2 separate regions of the Arachis hypogaea genome follow, and region 2 is linked to region 1. Evidence: chromatin contacts called from public Hi-C data. All regions are on one chromosome and are shown on one strand. Each heading gives the region's core, a stretch centred on a gene start, on an enhancer-like site or on the middle of the called end of the contact. The rest is flanking DNA. Distances are from core to core; before and after follow the strand shown.

What was found. A called contact is a pair of places that touch in the nucleus more often than the background predicts.
Region 2: a Hi-C map of leaf shows a contact between it and region 1, with 4 times the contacts expected there. The contact joins the enhancer-like site here to the promoter of LOC112727960 in region 1. A contact is called at or near these places in 2 of 8 Hi-C or Micro-C datasets (both in leaf).

Annotation. Positions count from the first base shown.
Region 1 is chr12:102,827,859-102,832,656 of arahy.Tifrunner.gnm2.J5K5, forward strand. It overlaps LOC112727960 (tRNA (cytidine(32)/guanosine(34)-2'-O)-methyltransferase), which reads right to left and starts at 1,963. Exons shown (of 12, transcript XM_025777919.3): 1 at 1,596-1,963; 2 at 1,249-1,306; 3 at 1,067-1,160; 4 at 619-668; 5 at 194-243; 6 at 1-2. The coding sequence starts at 1,275.
Region 2 is chr12:102,954,427-102,959,224 of arahy.Tifrunner.gnm2.J5K5, forward strand. No RefSeq gene overlaps it. Among protein-coding and RNA genes, the nearest start is that of LOC112732118, 22 kb to the left of the region's middle. Within about 2 kb of position 2,850, at least 2 of the 3 cell types and tissues checked have open chromatin away from gene starts, as enhancers often do.

The DNA.
Region 1 (4,798 bases), core at 713-3,212:
CCCTGATATCAAAATGAGGAGAAATTTGACAACCAAGACAAAAAAGCCAGCTGATATGATTTACATCATGTTCAGAAACATAAAGCACACCACTTTCACGTTGAATATTCAAAAGCATTGATTTGATTATTTTATAAATTCGATAGAACATATGAGTGGGAAACAAAGCACTCTCAAAGAAAAGAAAACTTACTTTGCATCAGGTGCAAGTTTAACCGGGAGATACACTTTACGACTCAAAACCTGAACATAAGAATTGATTGTTATGAAGATGGACATATAGTGCAAGCTCTGTTATCCCTATTCTAGTACTTCTACTATTGATGATATATCTCCATGTCATGGACTGACCTCGGTTCCAGTCTCAAGTATCATGTTAAAAGTTAAAATAATGTCAGCAGAATAAACTAAAAACAAAAAGTTGTGTCTAGTAATGACATTGTTTAAAGTACTTTAAACTTAAAACCATGCAGTTGATTGGTCTTGTTGCTGCTGCTGCTGAAGCAAAAGATGCTTTTCAAAACATTTGTGGTTGTGCATAATATGAAATAATTTAAATGAATAATATTGGTTAACAATTCAAATACCAAAACAGTGATCATTTCCAGTCACTAGTACCTGACTCCAGCTACCTGGGGCAGCACATAAATCTACAACACGCTTCACTCCTGCCAGAATTTGAATTTGTTTCACATAATGTAATACATACATAGAAATAAGGAATCACAATGCCATATCAATCTGTAGTAGACTCAAGTACAAAACCAAATTTTAATTGAAAACATTTCATTATTTCTTAGACAAGAACAAGTAAGAAATCCATCTATCCCAAGAAGTCACATGAAAAAGGAGTGTAAGTAAGTCACTTGTCTATTGTTGACTTCAATTTCTATTTACTGGGCTAACACATAATGGGGTAATGACATTATCAAACTCATGAATACAGGACAGAGGGCAATACCATCCATACAAAAACATATTAATAAAACAACTTAAAAAGAAAACTGAAAAATTCACCTAGCTAGTTAACATTCATGTCCCTTGAATAACCAATTAAAACACGCACCTTCAAAAATGTTGAACTCCTCATCTATCTGAAGGAGTTTAAAGGCACTTCGAGCACGCCAACCTTCTTCTTTTGCTTTCCGGTAATATATATCCTGCAAAAGCCAATTCAGCTAAACATATAAGGGAAGCCCAAAAACACAAACAGCAAATTCAGAAAGTGGGAACCAATCTCTACAATACCCTCTTATCCCTTGATGCTTTGCCCATAATTTATCTCTCACTTTCCAAACTGCTAATCCTGAAAAGCAAAAACAACAAATACCATAAAACACACATAGACACATAAAGGCATTTCATCAAACACCTTATTTGCATAACAAAAGGAAAACAACAATAACAACAACAAGACACCATAACGAACTAGATTGTTTTTATGACCTTTAATTTTGATTGGGTTGCTTTTGCTCATGTTTTTGCTTTTTATCTTTAATTTATATATTTTTTAAAAGATTTATCCAAAACACCCCCATTATTTACAACAACAATAATAACAACAATGGGCTTTTAGAATTAAAATAAAGGTTTACCAGTTAGCTGCTCCGCTGCTGGCAATGAACAACCACGGGCTAGTGGCCAGCGGCAGCAACCGTCAACGATGACGGAAACGAGAGAACCAGATGTATCCGGTGTGACGGTGCGGTGATCGACGGCGAATCGTATTGGTGACTGGTGAGGCTGCGAAACTGCGAAACTGCGAATTGTGGTAGACTGATGGTGACTTATATGGCTGGCTGGCTGGTGGTTAGTGGTGGCCGTCGGACGTGGCTGACCGGCCGAAGAACGGACGAGGCAGTGAAGCACGAAGAAGAAGAATGCCGGGGAGGCGGGGAGTGGAAGCTGTGTGTGCCGGTGCCCTAATCCTCCTAATTTTTTAATTCTGGTTCAACCGGACCGTGTCCACTGACTCGAGCCTTGGTTTTATCTTTAGCCGGGTCTAGATTTTTTTTATATCGGATTTAGACGGATCCAAATGAATTCGGACAAAATTTGACTCAAACCAATTGGGTATGGACGGAACCTTTGGACTAATCTGGGCCATGAACAACCCTAAGCAGAATCAAGAAAGAAAGAGAGGCCTGACCAAAAACTATAAAAGAAAGAAGGAAGCTTCTTTTTTTTATATGTCCAAGAGAACTTTGGGCTTTTGGCAATGGCGGTGGTGGAAGTGGAAATGGAAGATATGGCTGCTCTAGCAGTGAATAATAATCAGCCAAACTAGTTTCTTAATGACCAAATGAACCGGCTTTAAAAAATAATAAACCTACTTTGAAAATAACTAGTCTCATAAAAACTAATTTTTGTCGTCATGTGACATATTTTTTAATAGAGAGTTGATATTGTTCCAAAATAATAATATTAGAATCGAGGTGTCTTTTTTATTTATAATGAATTCGTATTGTTCTTTATGAAAATAGTCGACGATTGAGTTGGGTTTTTGTTTAAAATATACCATTCGTATTTAAGAAAAATATTTTATATATTACTTTTGTGCATATATTTTTTACAAAACATAATTGATAAAAATAAAAAAATAAATTATTTTTTATGCCATAAAATTAAAAAAATATTAGATGATCAGTATAATTTATAACTTTTAATTAGTAGTTAGTTATTAATATTTAAAATTGTGAATTAAAAATATAATATTAGATTATTAAATTAAAAAAAATTGAATCGGTGACCAAAAACAATAAAAGTATAAAAAAAAAATAGTGTAAATATAATTTCTTCAAATTGAATATTCTCCGTGAACCGTGGTGAAATAATAGCATAACTGCATAAGGAATGGGTTCACCAATTCCAGCATTCCAAGTATGGAAATTAATCCAAAGAGAATTATGTTTCCCCATTTCTGAATCATTCCTTTGTAAATGTAGCAGAACCTTAGTATATAGAGTAATTAGTTATTTTATATTATAAAAAATTTAGATGCTGACAAAATTGATCAGAAAAATTGAACATAAAATGATATCTATATAAGATAAGTTTTGTTCGACAAAAATAACTAATTTTTAAATTTTTATTAATAATTTCGTAAATATCATTTTCTATCTTAAATCGATTCATTCTTTTTCTATCCTTATAGTTGCTGTCATTTACCGGCTACCATATCTCCTTCGAAAAGTCTCTAAATTTTGCTACAATGGCTCGAATTTCAACAACAATCGCAGCAACTACTCGTTTGCTCTCCACTGGTACTATCACATTCATTATTCATCTATTTATCTATTTGTATCCTTTTGTGTAGGTCACTGATTTAGTTTTCATTTTGTATTTGTTGCATCTGAGCGGGGGTAGTGTTGCTGCAGCTATTGGAGTTCGAGCCATTCTAGCAAAGTTCAAAGACTTTTTGGAGGAGGTATGATAGGCGGCGATAATTGTAGGAAGAGAAAGGGAATGACTTAATTTAGGATAAGGGAGGGGTATTAGTTGCAGAATTATCAATAAAAATTTAAGGATCAATTATTTTTGTCGAAAAAAATTTATCTTATATAAGTATAACTTTAATTTTAATTTTTTATGGTTAGTTTTGTCAGCGTCCAAATTTTTTATGGTCATAAATAACTATTTACTCCTAGTGTGTGTGTGTGTATATATATATATATATATATATGAGTAATGTTAGGTAACCAAAATATTATAGACAATAAACAAAGATATATCATTAATAATATTTGCATTGATAAGAAAGTGTAAATCACTCTCCTAACTTAATTAATACAATAATTTCTTTCTATAACTATCTTCCATCATTAATTACACCAAAAGTCAATTTTAAATTTAATGTGAACCATATCTCAGAAAATTCTCTTTCTTTATTACATTCATAATTCTATAATTTTTTCTCAAATAAAAATTTTTAAATTCTTATATTTTTAATTCTAAAAAAATTTCAAATTACCTCAATACATTTTACAAAAAATAAAAGCATCTTAAATTTGGACAAATGACTAAAATAAATCATTTGGGTCTCAAATTTACCGAAATACAACTTTTGTATATTGCATACGCAAATGTAATTTTTTACTAAACTATATAGACCGCGAGAGGGTCCCATGAATTCCAAATGTACATAAACCGCTATACCCCTCCAGCGGTTTGTATTAAGATGCAAAATGGCTAGAAACTATCGCAGCAACACCCGCCACATTTCTCAACGTTGAACTTGGAAGCCATCGGCCAGTAACCGAACATAGATCCCAACTGGTATGCAACATCCTGCAGCGTGATGGTGCACTGCCCGAATGACATATGAAAAGTGTGTGTGTCTCAAAACGCCACCTCTCGATGAATGAATGCGCTGAATAGGGGCTTATCCAACCAGAACCATCTCGTGTTGAGCCTCGCCAGGTGGTACAAACTAACCCTCTCTAAATAGGGTATGATCCTGTCATGTAGAGGCATATTCTGTTACCTCCGGACACTATAAATACACCTACTTGACTATAGCATGTGAGAGAAATAACCAAACTAAATGAAATTCCATCACTAACAAGTTTAACCCATAGATTATAACCGGAGACAGATACTAAACTTATAATTTTAAATTTAAATTTATAAAACTTAAATATACGACTCAAATCTTTAATTTAAAATAATCAAATACTAAACTTATAATTTTAAAATTTAAGAACATAAAATACAACCATTAGATTCTATTTACAAAATTTAATCTTTAAATTTTAAACCCTAAACAACTAAAATTATAATATTAAAATTTAAACTTACA
Region 2 (4,798 bases), core at 1,600-4,099, 130 kb after region 1:
GCATAGTAAGAAGATATCGTTCCCACGAGGATTAAAGGATTGAATCAAGCAACTTTTAGTTGAACCTCTAGTTAGATCAATCAAACCTTTGTAAGAGGATGTGAATCTTGGAAATAGAATCTTGAAGTAATAAAGAACAATGAAGTAGAGTGTTTGATTGTCAATGAGAGAATGTTTATGGATTTGGAAAGTAATCAATGAATGAGATGTTAAAGACTTCAGAGATGTTTAACTTTTAGAAAAAGTAATGCTTATTTTTTCTTACTTTAACTCATGCAAAACCACTTTCAGGGCAAATCATATCTAACCAAATTCCATATACTTGGCAATTTAATTTTTCTTTAACTTATTTAATCGCAAATTTCTTGGTCAAATAATTAAGAAAAGAAGTTAAGCACGGTTTCAATTTAAAGCTGCACAACTTTCAAAATACTATTCCTAGCCAAGTTAAAAATTATGAGAAAGAGTTTCAAACTAATCCCGATATTAAATTTTTCAAAATAATAATAGAATCCAAAATAGAATTAAAATATTTTCAATACTTCTAACCATTAAAGATGAAGAACGAGACTCAATATTAAAAAAGTATTAATGCATTAATCAAAATAAAGAAAACACTTACATTACCAATCCGTAAAATTAAACAGAGCTCCTAACCCTTAACAAGAGAGGTTTACTTACTCATGATAAAAAAAAAACCTAAAACTAATGAGATGTTAGATGGATCCAGTTATGATTCAATGATGGATGATAGATGATCCTTGTGAACCATGCATTCACTTATTTATATTCTACTTCTAATCTAGAATTCAAATTCAAAAACTAAATCTAATTTTATCTTTTGAAGGGTAAGATATATAAAAATAACAATTCAAATTTAATCTAAAACTAAATCTTAATAGGCAAATTTTATCTTTCTGGAAGAAGTTAATGCTAACTAATCATTCAAATCTTGAATATTTTGAGTTGAATTAGAACTTTCTGAGATAAGACACTGGACTTGGCACTGGATTTGGATGATTGGTGCCTAACTTGAATGCAATTTCGGGCCATTGGGAGTGAAAAATCACTTGAAGGTGAGCTCCGAGAGTTGGCGCTAGGCGCCCATGTTATGGCCCTCATCGGGCACCGGGCTTGAGTCATGGAAGTAGGGCACCAGCCCTTGAGCACCTTTGAAGGCGCTGGGCTTGGAGGTTTAGGCACTGGGCTTGGTGCTTTGGAGTTGAGCGCCAGTTTCTGGTGCTAGACTTGCATGCTCCAAGTTGGGTGCTCTACTTGGGCGCTGGGCTTGATTGGTTGGCGCTGGGCTTGAGATCCTTGAAGCCTGGCGCCAACTTCTCTTCCTCTCCTGAGAGTGCACTCTTATGTTTCTTTGTTTGTTTATTTTTCTCCTAATTACTTTAAATTAATCCTAAAAGCAATCATTCTAAAACAACTCAAATATATGATTAGTCATAGAAACTTCACTAAACACATAAGAACTATGATTTAAACTTAAGTAATTTATTCAGAAAGACATATAAAAATGACTAAAAATGCCTAAGCATCAAACCTCATAAATATTATGTTTTTTTATCATCTCTCTATGAACTGAAATATTGATTTTGATTTTAAATTTGATAAAAGTTAAAAGAGAAAAGTCATAGCGAATACCGCTATATTAATGAAAAATATACATTTTTCATCTACAAGTGCTATCTTTTTCTACGGAGGGAGTCGTGGTGGTGGAGGAGTTGGCAAAAGCAATTATGTGATGTTTTAGATAATGGTAGTTGTATTGTGGGCACAAATAAGTTTTGATCTTTTAAATCTTGTTAGAAAAAAAATAGTATTTCAAGATGTTGAAGAAGATGATAATAGGAGTAATTTAGAAATTTAATATGATTTTAATGAAATTAATAAAAAATTAATGATTGAATATTTTTGTTAAATACAATTCATTATTTATAGATATAAGAGAAAAACTCTAAACGGTCCATGACAATTACTTCGAAAGACAACGAAGTCCTTGACAAAAAAAAATACCCAACTCGGCTTCTGAGCTTTACTTTTATGGGATTGATTAGCCCCTGAGCAAAAAAAAGTCAATGTTGTTTTTTTTTTTTTTTGCACAATGGCTAATCAATCCTAAAAAAATCAGGGACCAGGTTGAGTATTTTTTTTGTCAAAGATCTCGTAGTTTTTTCGAAATAATTTTCAAGGACCGAGTTGGATATTCACTCTAGATATAATATTAGTTTAATTTTTTTCTGATCAATTTTGTCAAGGTCTAAATCTTTTATGATTAAAAATGATTATTTACTCTTTTATTTATATACAAAGAACATAAAATAATAAAAATGAAAAAATAGTCTAGATATTGAATATTACACTACTTCTTTGAAGCATCTTCTAAATAAAATTCATTTGGAATGAAATCATTAAATTTTAAAGATGAAAATATATTAATTTTCTAACCATGTACACAAAAAATTTGTCAAAATATAACTTTTAAACCTTTTTTAAGAGTATTTTTCCTATATTTAGTCATTTTTATCGAATTAATACTATCTTTTAAGAAACTTTTTTTTTTATGATTATCATTTTTGTGGATTTCAGTTTTTCGGCGTATAAATTTTTGGAGTTTAGCTAAATAGAAGAAAAATCTTTATTTCCCTCCAACATTTTTTTGTGTCAGAATTTCCCTCCAACTTAATTAGCTATAATGCTATATGAATGGTCGCCAAACCCTGCTGGGCTTCGGAAATGGACCAACAACGATCATCATTCATTAATGTGTAGCTGGGCTGGTCCATTTGCATGTAAGAAAATTGAATGGATGTTAAATTCTATCGTAGTGTGGGGAGAGCTTGGGCCCCTCATGAAACTCCTAAAAGAAATAAGTAGTGTACATGTAGAGATATAGATTAGTTCGCCCCAAAGTCTTAATTATGACATCTATTTCAAAAAAGGTTCATAAATTACACTTAATGCTTACTATATTATTTATGATATTTTATTTCAAGTAATAGCTGCCTTGTGTGATTTGAGTGGTCCTAATAAGCCGAATAAACTGTGGAGGGCCCAAATCAACTACTGAGGTTGGTAATAAATAGGCTATAGTGTTTAGTTTAAACGTTAAGTTCTCTTTTATTTATTGTTCTTTTTATTTTGGTTTTGTTTTGAGAATTTTTTAAGAAATATACGGTAAAAAAACCATCTTTTGAAATTTTATCCATAATCTTTTTAATTTTCATAATTCTAAAATATAAATTTAAATCAGTCGTTTAGACCGATCAAATAAAAAATAATAAAAAATTTGATTCAATAAACTTAAAGGACCGTCAAAATTAAAAATCTTTTCAAAACAAAAAATTGGTCAAAAACCAATCAATCGAACCGAACCATGATCTTGTTGGCTTTTACAAAATTCTCCAAAACAACCTTATTTTAGTGATAAGAAGAAAAAAAAAATCCTAAAATCCTCTATTCCTCTTGTTCTTCCCTGACCAGTATGACATAACTACTCCCAACTTGTTCTCCCACCCCGGTCTCCTTTGCTCCAGCTACTAAGCTGGCCAGTCATCCTCACTTTCTTCTTCAGTCGCCGCCACCTTTCCAAGTCCGCATCTGCTTTGCCATCATCACTTTCTTTTCTCCTCCATCGAGTTCTATCTTGCTCGCTTCTAGTAGTGGTAGTTCTCTATAGTCATTTTTTTTTTCTTTTTTTTTTTAATAGTACATTTAGTTAGTTCTTGATAGTTTTGTTCTTGTTGTTCAAATATTATTTTTTATTTAATTTTTAGTGTTATTTTTTTGTTGTTGATTGTTGTTGTATGTTCTTAATAGTTCTAATTGTTGTTGTTTGTTCTTCTTCTTCTTGTTGTTGTTTTTTTTTTTTTTTTGAAAATTAGGAGTGAGACTCGAACCCAAAATTTCTAAATAAGGATGGGGATAATATACCATTTGAACTATAACTCGTTGGCTGTTGTTTTCTATTGTTACGGCTAATTGTTGCTATTTTTTAATTTTACAGTGCTATTTGTTTATTTTATTGTTGTTTTTATGCTATATTTTGTATTCTTGTGTTTTGTGCAGCTTAAATTTTTGTATTCTATGCGTTGTGTTTTGATTATTTAATTATGGTGTTGTATTATTATTGGTTATTAGAATTAGTTTTAGTTATAAGTAAATATGTGGTAAGTTTTTTGTAGATTTTAATTATTGATGACAAACTTTAATGTTAGTATTTAATATTTAGATATTTTTTTTATTATTTGGTTTTTGAATTTCTAGTTAAAAAATTATAACATTTTAATTTGATGGTAATCAGTGGCTAAGAGAAGGGGAGGTTGAATCTTAGCTTCCTTTTTCGCAAAGTATTACTTTTACTTTTCAACAAACTTCAAGAGATATTTTCACTTTTGTCTCGTAACAAGTTGAGAGACATTTTTCATTTCGTCTCCTGAGAACCAGAAACAGAAAAAAAGCAGAGAAGAGAGAATTACACCAAGATGTATTCTAGTTCAGCTGCTAAGTGCAATGCAGCCTATATCCAGTTTCCATCACAACAGTGACGGAATTTCACTATCTTTAACAAATTACAAACACCAATTCTTTTCCTAGGATCTACCCAATCCTATCTGGGACAAATCCAGATTCTAATCCCAATCTGAATTTGACTTGGACTCAAACCAAGCTTTCAACAGCAAAGTGCTAACCCAACTTGCAAGAGAATCCCCACAGGATCATGAAACATAACATAAAGATGTACAAAGAAACTCTGAGATATCTATGGCTTTTGTTCTAATATTGCTCA